Linked DNA regions of Sus scrofa: all the other regions are linked to region 4. A link is a contact called in public targeted proximity ligation data. All regions are on one chromosome and are shown on one strand. The core of a region is the stretch at or near the end of the contact, and the rest is flanking DNA. Distances in the headings are between cores, read along the strand shown.

Evidence for each region.
Region 1: a contact with region 4 is called in a targeted proximity ligation map of skeletal muscle, with 17 times the contacts expected there. A contact is called at or near these places in 1 of 5 promoter capture datasets (liver), 26 of 47 Hi-C or Micro-C datasets (alveolar macrophages, blood, brain and 12 more) and 2 of 2 datasets of targeted methods (alveolar macrophages and skeletal muscle).
Region 2: a targeted proximity ligation map of skeletal muscle shows a contact between it and region 4. A contact is called at or near these places in 2 of 2 datasets of targeted methods (alveolar macrophages and skeletal muscle).
Region 3: a targeted proximity ligation map of skeletal muscle shows a contact between it and region 4. A contact is called at or near these places in 1 of 5 promoter capture datasets (liver), 11 of 47 Hi-C or Micro-C datasets (embryonic fibroblasts, heart right ventricle, liver and 5 more) and 2 of 2 datasets of targeted methods (alveolar macrophages and skeletal muscle).

The regions. Positions count from the first base shown.
Region 1 is chr3:93,541,190-93,543,908 of Sscrofa11.1, forward strand. All of the region lies in intron 5 of TTC7A (tetratricopeptide repeat protein 7A), which reads right to left. Among named protein-coding and RNA genes, the nearest start is that of TTC7A, 49 kb to the right of the region's middle.
Region 2 is chr3:93,559,731-93,562,463 of Sscrofa11.1, forward strand. All of the region lies in intron 3 of TTC7A (tetratricopeptide repeat protein 7A), which reads right to left. Among named protein-coding and RNA genes, the nearest start is that of TTC7A, 31 kb to the right of the region's middle.
Region 3 is chr3:93,495,483-93,498,182 of Sscrofa11.1, forward strand. All of the region lies in intron 15 of TTC7A (tetratricopeptide repeat protein 7A), which reads right to left. Among named protein-coding and RNA genes, the nearest start is that of TTC7A, 95 kb to the right of the region's middle.
Region 4 is chr3:93,237,323-93,240,022 of Sscrofa11.1, forward strand. No RefSeq gene overlaps it. Among named protein-coding and RNA genes, the nearest start is that of EPCAM, 53 kb to the left of the region's middle.

The sequences.
Region 1 (2,719 bases), core at 57-2,556, 300 kb after region 4:
AAAAGTGTGTGGAATTTTTCATTGAATGGAACCTAAACAGACTCTGGCACGTACAACCCTGGCCAGAAGCCCCCATCTCAGGGCTGGCACTGCTCATTGTGTATGAGAGGTTTCCAGCCAAAGGCCCAGAAACGCACAGCCAGTTGGCAGATCCCAACGGCTGGAGGGCTGAGTCAGGAGACAAGCTCAGGTGAAGTTCAAACGGTTAGCAAGTTCGTCCCTCCTGCTACAGACCCGCATCATCAGTTCAAAACCTAAAGCTCTCCTCTTTACTCGCAGCCGCAGAAAGAGGCGGTGACATTTCTTTTGCAGGGCCCTGAGGACGTACAGGCAAGGGGACCTTTCTAGTGAGGTGGGGGCGGTACGGGCAATGAAGGCTGTGCATTGAGAGGCTAGAAGGATGCTTTCTTCGATGGGCCTCCAAAGTCTCCCTGTGCCCAAAGCCTGACAGGGACCACCAGACTCTCCTGGGCTTCGCTGCTGGGTGATTCTGGTCCCTGAATGCCCCTTCAAGCAGTCTGTCTCCTGCCCTCCCCCCGGTCCCCCCCCAACTGCTGATACTGGGTGGTTGCTGAGAATAAAAATTACTGCTGACTGAACACACCCCTCAGGGGGTCACACCCAACAGCAGGCTGGGCCGTCTAAGGTGCCCCCTCCACACACACACACACACAGCAGAAAGGAAAAGTGTTTTCATAAAGCTGCACACCCTGCCAAGCCCTGGGGAACTCCCTCAGAAAACACACACTCCCTTCTCTATTGTTTGGTTTTGGTACAATGAGCACCTACTGCTTTAGTAATTAAAAAAGAATTTTTATTTTTAAAGAACATGCACAAAACACACAGCCCACCTAGTTCAACACACTTGGCTCAAGCTCACTCCCGGCCCTGAGCCAACCATGGGTTCTGCAGGTCCAGGGAGAAGCAAAGGGAAAAAACCACCCCAAAGACAGATGGCCCCTTGCCCGTTCTAGGGGAGAGAGCCAAGCCGGCTCAGGCTCACGTTCTTTTCTTGGGAAATGCCCGGAGCCTTGGTCCTAGGGAGGTCGGGTCACCAAGAGCTTTGCTGGCATTGCATCGCTGCCAGCCTCTCGTGCTGCGTCACCCCCACAGCTGCATCATGTGAAAGAGAACCAAGCCTCTCCTACAGCCAGGACCCTGAGCCCAGCTGCCACTGCCACCGCCCCCAACTCCCCCCACCCCTGTCTCCTCTCCCAACAGAAAGGTGCCTCCTCCAACAGACAGGTGCGGTAGCTGGCAACCGCAGAACTGCCTGGGGTGAGGCTCAACCAGAGTCCATGGCTGCCCTCTGGTGGCGGCGAGGGGAAGTGGACCCCAGGTATCCCGGGTCCCTGCCTTTGGGGAGGGGCCTCCCAACTCCTGACGGTCAGGAAGTACTTGCAATCCCAGGTCAGTTAGGGACCCTGCCATCAGCCACAGAGCAAGCGGCAGGAGTTGTCTGAGGGAATGAACTACTGGATCAAGAGGACAAGGTCCTTGGAAAAAATGAATGTCCCTCAGACAGTGAATGAGTAAGTGGCAGCCAGGTCTCACTGAAGCCCAGAATTAAAGGAGCAGCAGTGCCCGGAGGCCGAGCAAACATCACCACATAGTGCAGGGCAGAACACCACACCCTTTAAATTATGTCAAACCTCAACTGCAGGGACCTTGGGAGCAGGCCCTGCTTGTGGCCATCTGGCCCCTGGGGCTGAGTGCCCCACACTCAGAAGGAGCTCCTCCGGCCCCTCTGGGGACTGGGTCCACCCCCTGCCCACGGGGGGAATGAGCTCAAGCCCTCAGACTCTAGCCCAGAAACAGGTCCCCCCATCTCCTCCTGTCCCTTAAGCCGTCAGGGACCTCTTCTACGGCCCAGCAACGCCCAAGCCCGGGGGTGGGAGGAGGCCCACTGCACCAGCCCCCAGGATGAACTGTCTCCTTAGATCCAGCCTGTCCCAGGCAGCAGCAGGACCCCACCTCTCTGCCCTCTCTTCCTCTGGCACAGAGCGCTGGCTCCTATGCAGTCAGCGCCCCACTGGGATGTGAGCCCCTTAAGGAAGGTTGGTCATCATCCTGCCCTGGGATGGGGCGGGGGCCTGGGACGTGAAGGGCTGGGCTCTTCCCACCCCACACACCCCCTCCAAATGCATGCACACACACACACACACACACACACACACACGTGCTGGGCCATGAGCTCTCTGAACACAGAGAAGGGTTTCTGCCCCTTCCCAAACACCTCAAGAGCCCAGGTAAGAGAGGGTGAATTTAACCAGCAGAAGTGGCTCTGGAGCCCTTGAAAAGACTTCAGAGCTGCCCTAGCAAACGTGACCCATATCAAGTGTCTGCGGACCAATCTCACCCTGACCTCCTGCCTCTCGTACCTTGGGCTCAGACAGAGGTTCTCAGGTTGGGGTGATTTTACCCCTGGACCCCACCCTAGGACCTATCTCAATGGAGACATTTAGTTGTCACACTCAGGGCCGGGGGAATCTGCTAACTTCTAGGGGATAGAGGCCAGGGATGTCGTTAAAACCTACAATCTATAGGACAGGCCCCCACAATGAAGGGTATCAGCTCGAAATATCAACAGTGCTGAGGCTGAAAAATCCTGGGCTGGAGATCGTGGAAACGAAGCCAACTAGTAACCATGAGGTTGTGGGTTCGTCCCTGGCCTCGATCAGTGAGTTAAGGATCCTGCGTTGCCGTGAGTTGTGGTGTA
Region 2 (2,733 bases), core at 96-2,595, 320 kb after region 4:
GCCCTGGAATTCCAGATGTGCTGGGCAGCCAAAGAAGAAAAAAAAAAAAAAAAAAAAAAATCAAAAAGACCAACTCCTGATATAATACAACATGGATGAATCTCTTAAAAATTACACTGTATAGAAGAAGCCAGACATACATCAAAAAGTACATGCTGTATATTTCAGTCAGGTGACTTTTTTTTTTTTTTTTTTTTGGTCTTTTTAGGGCCGCATCCAAGGCCTATGGAGGTTCCCAGGCTAGGGGGTCGAATCAGAGCTATAGCTGCTGGCCACAGCCACAGCCACGCCAGATCCGAGCTGCGTCTGTGACCTACACCACAGCTCACGGCAACGCCGGATCCTTAACCCACTGAGTGAGGCCAGGGATCAAACCCACAACCTCATGGTTCCTCGTTGGATTCGTTTCCACTGCGCCATGACAGGAACTCCAGATGACATTTTTTTAAAGGAGTAAAATTATGACCTATATTAGTAGAAACCCCCCAACCACTGCCTGGGGTCGGGGAGAAATCAGGTGGGAAAGGACCTGAGGGAATTTTCTGGGGTGATGGAAATGTCCTTTGTCTTTATTGGGGTTTTGGTTCCAAAGGTATTTATACTTGCCTCACTCATCAAACTATACACTGATATTCTATGCGCCTCACAGTGTGAACATGTATCTAAAAACAACAGGTATGATGCCTTTTTTTAAAGGAAGCAGGTGTAATTCCAGGGAACTAATAATGACCAAAGTAAAGGGTGACAGTCATTGAGGCGGTCCTCTGGGAAATAATTTCCAGTATACCTCAGGCCAAAAAGCTTCCTGGCCTGGCAATGGCTCTTCTTGTGAGGGTCACAGCCCAGTCACCCAGCTCTGCTCATAAAAGGGGGGCTTCTGTGCCTTATACTTGCTCTTTGATTCATATGAAGATCCATTTCCTGTCCACAAATATCTGGTTGGGAAGCCCACTGGGCACTCCAACCTTGGGTTCCTTCACCATCTGCCCCGTGTGTTTCTGCACAAGTGGCCAGACCATAGCACTAGATCCAAGAGGGAGACAGGCTGCCCCTGAGCTCAGCCCAAAGGATCCCCAGTGGGTGCAACACAGCCCCTGTCCAGTGGGCAGGAAGCCAGGGGCTGCCAGGGAGCACCGGGCACTGCCTCCTGGTTCCCACTGACAGAGGGGCCTTTCAGTGAAAGCACCCAGCTCGACAAACCAAGCGAGGTCCCCTTTCAAGAGGAGCGCTTGCTTGTTCATTAACGCTAAACTTTCGGTTTGGAGGCAAGCTGATCCTGGCACGGCCCCGGCTCAACAGCCAGGCGGGTCCGGGCCCCATCTGTCTGAATGACTCATCACATCCCAGACAGCAGCCCTTCCAAGAAGTCCCGCCCTTGGAGCCCCGGCCCTGGACGCGGAGATGGAGAGCACGATGCTTCCTTGGCAATGGAACTTTCCAAACGGGTGGACCCCTCCCTCCTGCCTACCCAGCTGATCCAAGAGCACAGGGCACCCGAGAGGGCTACGCCCAGAGTTGGGTACCCTGAGGTGGGGGATGGGGGGAGGAAGAAGTGCAAGTCATGGCTCAGCCCTCAGGGAGGAAGCCTCAGGGCAGGTTGGGAAGAAGCCTCATAAATTGCACTTAAAAGCGGGCAACGGTGGGAACATAAAATGGTGCAGCTGCTGTGGAAAACGGTCTGGCTGTTCCTCAAAAGATTAAAAACAGAATTCCCATATGATCCAGGAACTCCGCTTCTGGAGACATATGAAAGAGAACTGAAAAGAGGCGCTAGAAGAGATATGTGTGTGCCCATGTTCAAAGCAGCGTTACTCAGGAGAGCAAAAAGGCAGAAGCAACCGAAGTGTCCGCTGATGGATGAATAGAGAAAATATATACACACAATGGAATATTAGACAGCCTTGAAGGAAATCCTGCCATATGCCACAACATCGATGAACTAAAGGTCATGATGCTAAGTGAAATAAGCTATCCACAAAAGACAAAGTCTGCATGATTCTAGTTCTATGAGGTCCCTAGAATAGACAAACGCATAGAGATAGAAAGGAGAATGGGGACTGCCAGGGGCTGGGGGAGGGGAACAGGGAGCTGTTTACCGGGTATGGAGTTTGAGTTTTACAAGCTAAAGTGTTCTGAAGACCAGCTGCACAGCAATGTGAAATGTTCCATAGTAATTAATACTACTGAACTGTACACTCACAAATGGTTAAGGAAGAATTCCCATTGTGGCTCAGTGGTAACATCCCCAATTGGTATCCATGAGGACATGGGTTCAATCCCTGGCCTCAAGCAGTGGGTTAAGGATCGGGCATTGCCGTGAGCTGTGGTGTAAGCCGGCAGCTCCGATTCAACCCCTAGCCTGGGAATTTCCATAAGCTGCAGGTGTGTCTCTAAAAAGCAAAAGAAAAAGGTTAACATGTTTTTTTTCTTTCTTTTCTAGCTACCCCATAGCAATATGGAGTTCCTGGGCCAGGGATCAGATCCAAGCCACACATGTGGGGTACACCAGAGCTGTGGCAATGCCGGATCCTTTAACCCACTGTGACTGGCAGGGGATAGAATCTGTGTCCTGGTGCTGCAGAGACGCCACCAATCCTGTTGTGCCACAGCAGGAGCACCAAGATAATAAATTTTGTTATGTATATTTTACCATGGTTAAAAAATGTTTTAATGGTTAAGATGCTAAATTATATGTCATATTTTACCAATTGAAAAAAATTAAAGACGAGTTCC
Region 3 (2,700 bases), core at 94-2,593, 260 kb after region 4:
GCTGCACCTGCAGCATATGGAAGTTCCCAGGCTAGGGGTCAAATGGGAGCTACAGCTGCCGGCCTATGCCACAGCCATAGCAACGCAGGAACCAAGTCGCATCTGTGACCTACGCCACAGTGCATGGCAGTGCTGGATCCTTAAGCCACTGAGTGGGGGCCAGGGATCAAACCCACACCTTCATGGACACTAGTTAGGTGGGTTACCTCTGAGCTACAAAGGGAACTCCCCCAAACCACTTTCAAACAAAGAATTCCTTTTGGAAAGCCTGCAAATAACTGTCTGTCCCCCCTTTCCATCTTCTTCCCCAAATCAAACCCCCTGGATCATCTACCCTCCTAGCTGGAGTGTAAGCAGAAGCCACAGAGAGAGTGAGGACACTAGCAGACTGCAGTGTCACACAGTGAGGTCACAGGAGGCTCCACAGAACAACCAGAGAAGGGACATGCTGAATGTCAACCCAGCTTAGCTGAGCAGGAGCTGACCTTTGGGGAAGAGTGGGCCAGTGCCCATGATTATGGCTGGCTTAACACTCCCATCAACCACATGCCCTGCAAGTTTACCCTGCGGCTCTTGTCCTCACCAGGGACTGTGGCAGCCAAAAATGTCTAATGAACCTGGCAAGGTGAAAAACTCTGTTTGTGCTAATACCTTTGATTCCAGCCCCCTCGCTGAAGCACTGGTATTTTAAGTGTCCTTTTGATCTATGGCAAGTCCCTAATAAGAACCATCCAGCAAACATGCCGAGTTTAAGGTGGAGATATTCACAGAAGCCCCAGGCCTCCGATCATTTCTGCACGACTGGACATTTAACACACGCAAACCTAAGAAAAAGGTGAGGCTGGCCAGGTAGGGAATCAGAGGGGAGCCCTTGAAGCTGACGTTGGCCTTAGCCGGATTCAGCCAAGGTCTGGCCCCAGCTAACACCTAGTCTGTCAACTCAAACATTTTCCAAAACAGCCCAGGTTTCCTGGGGGAGATGCTGTGACTGGTTCCATTTGTTTCTACGTGGCGAGCTCTGGCTTGTCAAGAGGGCCATATAGCTCCTGCTCTGGGGAGCGCTCCCTAGGGCTCCGACACCCCTTCCCCCAGGACCTTCCAAGTGTTCCAGGACCTGGGCTGGGCAGAAACTCCCAGGCAGAGTGGGAGGAGGTGGCCCTGCCACCGAGGGGAAGGGAAGGACAAACCAGTTGGCTCCTCTTCTGCCAACCAACCCATGGCCTGGGCTTTCAAAACCGGTCTGGCAGGCTGCCAGGCCCAGGGTGGGAGCAGTGACTGACGGACTGGTTATTGGAAAGCTCCCATCATTAGCCCAGGAATGTTGTTTGGTTACTATGGCGACCGTCCCCTGACAAGCGGCCTGACTAAAGCACAAGGAATCTGTTACCTAAAACCAGCACCCGACGGAGTCCGTGGCTTCGGGAACCAAGCTTATCAGCAGCCTGTTCCCCATGACCCTCCCAGCTGAGTCCCAATCCGGAGAAGCGACCCACACAGGCATCTCTGCGCTGGCTGCTGGACCTCTCCCATTCCGAGGCCTGATCTGGCTCGGAACCCAGCTCCAAACAGGGAGCCTGCTGCCCCCTTGAGGCCCCCTACACACCGGCCAGCGACAGCCCGGCCTGCCCATGTGTCCAGGGCTTCTTAGCCTGAAGCCCCTGGGATTTCAGGAAACTGCTTGGGTGTCTGGTCTCCCCCCACACACCCTGTGCCAGGTTCACGCTGTCCCCACAGGGCATTGTTCTCTGCCTTATCACGTTCCTGCCTTTTGAAACGCAAGCTCTGTTAACGAACAGCCGCCCCGCCGCACGGAAACTGAGATCCTCTTTGCTTTGCCTTCTAATCCCTGAATTCAGGAGGGTTTTCAAAAGTCAACTCCACGAAAGCTGGGTTTTTCTCCCGGAGGCTTAAGTCTCCCTGTAGGAATGGTGACCTCTTGGGCAGCTACGGAGTCCGAACACCTTATCACAGCAGCCCGCTCCCCACCGCCTGGCCCATGGCCTGCACTGCCTCCCTCACAACCCAGATCACAGCCTTACACTGTTTGTGGACCATCTTCCAGACCCGCACCCCCACCCCCACCCGCCCCGCTGTCCTTGAACCCAGTAGCAAAACCGCTTGTGCAATCTTTTCTTATCTGAGTCTCACAAGACCTTGGAGGTAGAGGGAGGTCGGACAGATGGGAGCCTTTAAGCAGAGGAGAGGATGGAGGCACGTGAAGGAGGGGCAAGCTGGAGGTGGCACAGGCAGGGACCTGCTATGGCTCCCACGTGGGGACAGGCTCACGAGGACAGGGGTCTGTGCCACCCACCAGCATCGCCTGTGCCAGGCCTCCTCCACCCCTGACACCACCCTGCCAGCCTCTCCTTCACTAAGGCAGCCTGTGCAGAAAGGAAGCGCCTCAACAGGTCCCAGCCACCTGACACAGCCATCGGCAGGGCACTGGGTGGCAGACAGACCCAGACCACAGGCCTTTAAGTGCTTAGAATACAGACCTTGTTGGGGATGCTGAGGTCAGGGCGAAGGGGATTGATTTTTTTTTTTCCCCTTTGGCCGCAGTGATATTTATGGGGTGAGAGGTTTAATTAACTGCCGTGGCAACAGCTGGAGCCACACACAGCGTGTTCCCAATGCAGGGAGCAGCTGGAGTGGCAGGATGCAGTTTCAATTGAAGAGCAATGACATTCTTCAGTGATCCCT
Region 4 (2,700 bases), core at 144-2,643:
AAATGATGCATCATCATTTCCTTTGCTAAGAAAAGCTTTCTCCTTTAACGAAAAAATTTAAAACCCTCCACACCTTAGCTCTCCTATTATGGCAGTGACAGGAGAAAGGGGTTAAGAAGGAGAAAGAAAATGGCTAAAAGAGAGATCCACCTCCTCTCAATTAGAATTCGTCCTTACAAGTGATGGATTTCACATGGGCTGTCTAGAGTTTCAACCTCCTCCATAGGCCATAAATAATTATGCATTGGAAGGGACCCCAGGACAGAATTCCATTGATCATTCTCTGGCACAGCCTAATGGTCTTCATGAGAATGGCCCGTGTGGAAAGAACTGTGTTTCCTGTGACAAGTTGTGGTCTTTGTGGCCCCGCCTGGCAAAGGGTCATAATCAAGTTGCAAGCTCCTGGCAGGTGGGGGATGCCCTTCCCGAGGCCCCCTTGCAGCTGTGGCATCTGCAGCTCACGGGCCTGCTGGTCTAACCAGGAGCAGTTTCCGGGTTTGTGTGTCTGCGTCATGTGCACCCTGCCACACTCGTGGGAAGCCAGACCCCACCCTGCTCCCCACTTGCGAGGCTGTGTGATCACATTTGTGGCAGCGCTGGCCTCTTGAAGAAGTTTCTCTTCCCAAGCTGTGTGGGTCTGCGAGGAGACACACAATTGCCTTTGTCATTTGTCCTTCCTGAGTGGGGACAAAAGCCCTTTCAGCTGCTGTGGAATGTACAAAAAGTTCTGTACTGAAGGGCTGTTGGGCCTGGCCTGGAATCCGGCAGACGGGGCTCAGACTAGGAAGCCTCTGCTTCCACCAGAAACTCCTGGGCCCGGCCCAGCCTCTGGGGCAGCCTGCTGTGTACCCGTGTGGAAGGGAGGCCCCAGAGATGCCCCCCCCCACCTGCACAGCACAGCGTGGATCCAAGTAACCTGTGACCTGCAACAACACACCCTAAGCATGGCTGAGCCGAGGTGCTGCGGGCCTGTCGAGCCAGGCTGGGCGTCAGGCATGGAGCTTTGCTGCCTCCCTCAACCCTCCCAACTCCTGAGGCTGCAATGGTGTTACCCCTGCTTTGCAGCTGGGGTGACTGGTCTTCAGAATGGGCCCCGGGGAATGCCTGCTGTGGCACAACTGGGTGGGCGGCGTCTTGGATTCGATTTCTGGCCCCAGCACAGTGTGTCAAGGATGCTGTGGCTTAGGTCTTGACTGAGGCGCAGTCTAATCCCTGGTCCAGGAGCTCCATATGCTGTGGGGCGGCCAAAAATGAAGGGGGTTAAAAAAAAGAGGGGGTGGCGGGGAGCCTGGGAGAGGACAGTGCTGAGACAGAAGAGCCAGGGCGCGAGGGGGAAGGAAGGAACTCTCACAGCTTGTGGGGAGGGCCCCAGGGCCTCAACACGGGGTGTGGACACTTTTATCTCCGGTTTAAACCAAGCAAAATAAAAATACAACCTACCCTTTGGGGGATGGGGGAAAGAACCTGCCACCACAAAACCTAAGAGTGGCACAAGTGGCCTTTTCTCATTGCTATTTACATCCCTGGGTGTTTCCACCATTGCAGAACCAGAGACTTAACACAAAGAAACCTGCTGCCAAAATACTGTGCAGTTTCCCAGGTTGCTATTGTCTGCTTTTTCTAACCAGGATCGGGCAGCTCCTAGGGTGCAGGAAGCCAACCATGGCTGAACTTTGCTCTAGTTTCAAAATGTAAATGAGCAAGTAGCAGGAGGAAGTGCCCAGAAACAGATCTGAGCTGTCAACCCCAGGGGAGCCCCAAGCGGCTACTCCCAGGGAGGGAGGAGGGAGGCCCCGGGGGAGGGCGACCCTGAAGGCTGGGAAACAGGTTTGCATGTTCGAAAGCAAATTGCCCAGGTCTCTGGGGCGGATTGCACAATCTTGCAATCTTCCAAGCAAGAGAGGAAGAAAGGAGAGCCGGGGTGTGGGGATCAGGCCAGTTTTTATACGCGATCTTGTCTAAACAAGACTCTTATCGAAGAGTAATCCTAAACGCTGGCCTTTCTTAATACCTCAGCTCCCTGGGGAATGGGTATGTGACTTTTGAGTTCCAGGAGGGGGATTAAATTGCCTCTTGGAGATGAGAGCCCCACATGAGCAGATAAGGTTGATAGAAATGGCGGGGTAGGGGGGATTCTCTTGTGTCCCATGGGGATGGTCTTCCAGATCCATTATCTTCCGCTGCACAAGGGGTGCTGGAGACAGAAGAAAGCTGATGTCTACTTACAGAGCAGCCTTTGGGGGGCGCAGCCCTGGGCTGCAGGTGCTGAGGAGGGGGTGGGAGACGGAGGAAGGGGCCTCGCTGGCTCTGCAAGGATCAGCTGAACAGGTGCAGGGCCTTAAGTTTTACTTCTATTTATTTATTTATTTTATCTTTTGTCTTTTTAGGGCCACACCCGCAGCATATGGAGGTTCCCAGTCTAGGGGTTGAATGGGAGCTGTAGCCACCAGCCTACACATGCCACAGCCACAGCAATGTGGGATCCGAGTGGCATCTGCGACCTACACCACAGTCCACATCAATGCTGGATCTTTAACCCATTGATGGAGGCCAAGGATCAAACCTGCATCCTCAAGGATACTAGTCAGATTGGTTTCTGCTGAGCCATGATGGGAACTCCTAATTTTTATTTTTTTATTTTTTATTTTTACTTTTGTCTTTTTAGGGCTGTACCTGTGGCATATGAAAGATCCCATGCTA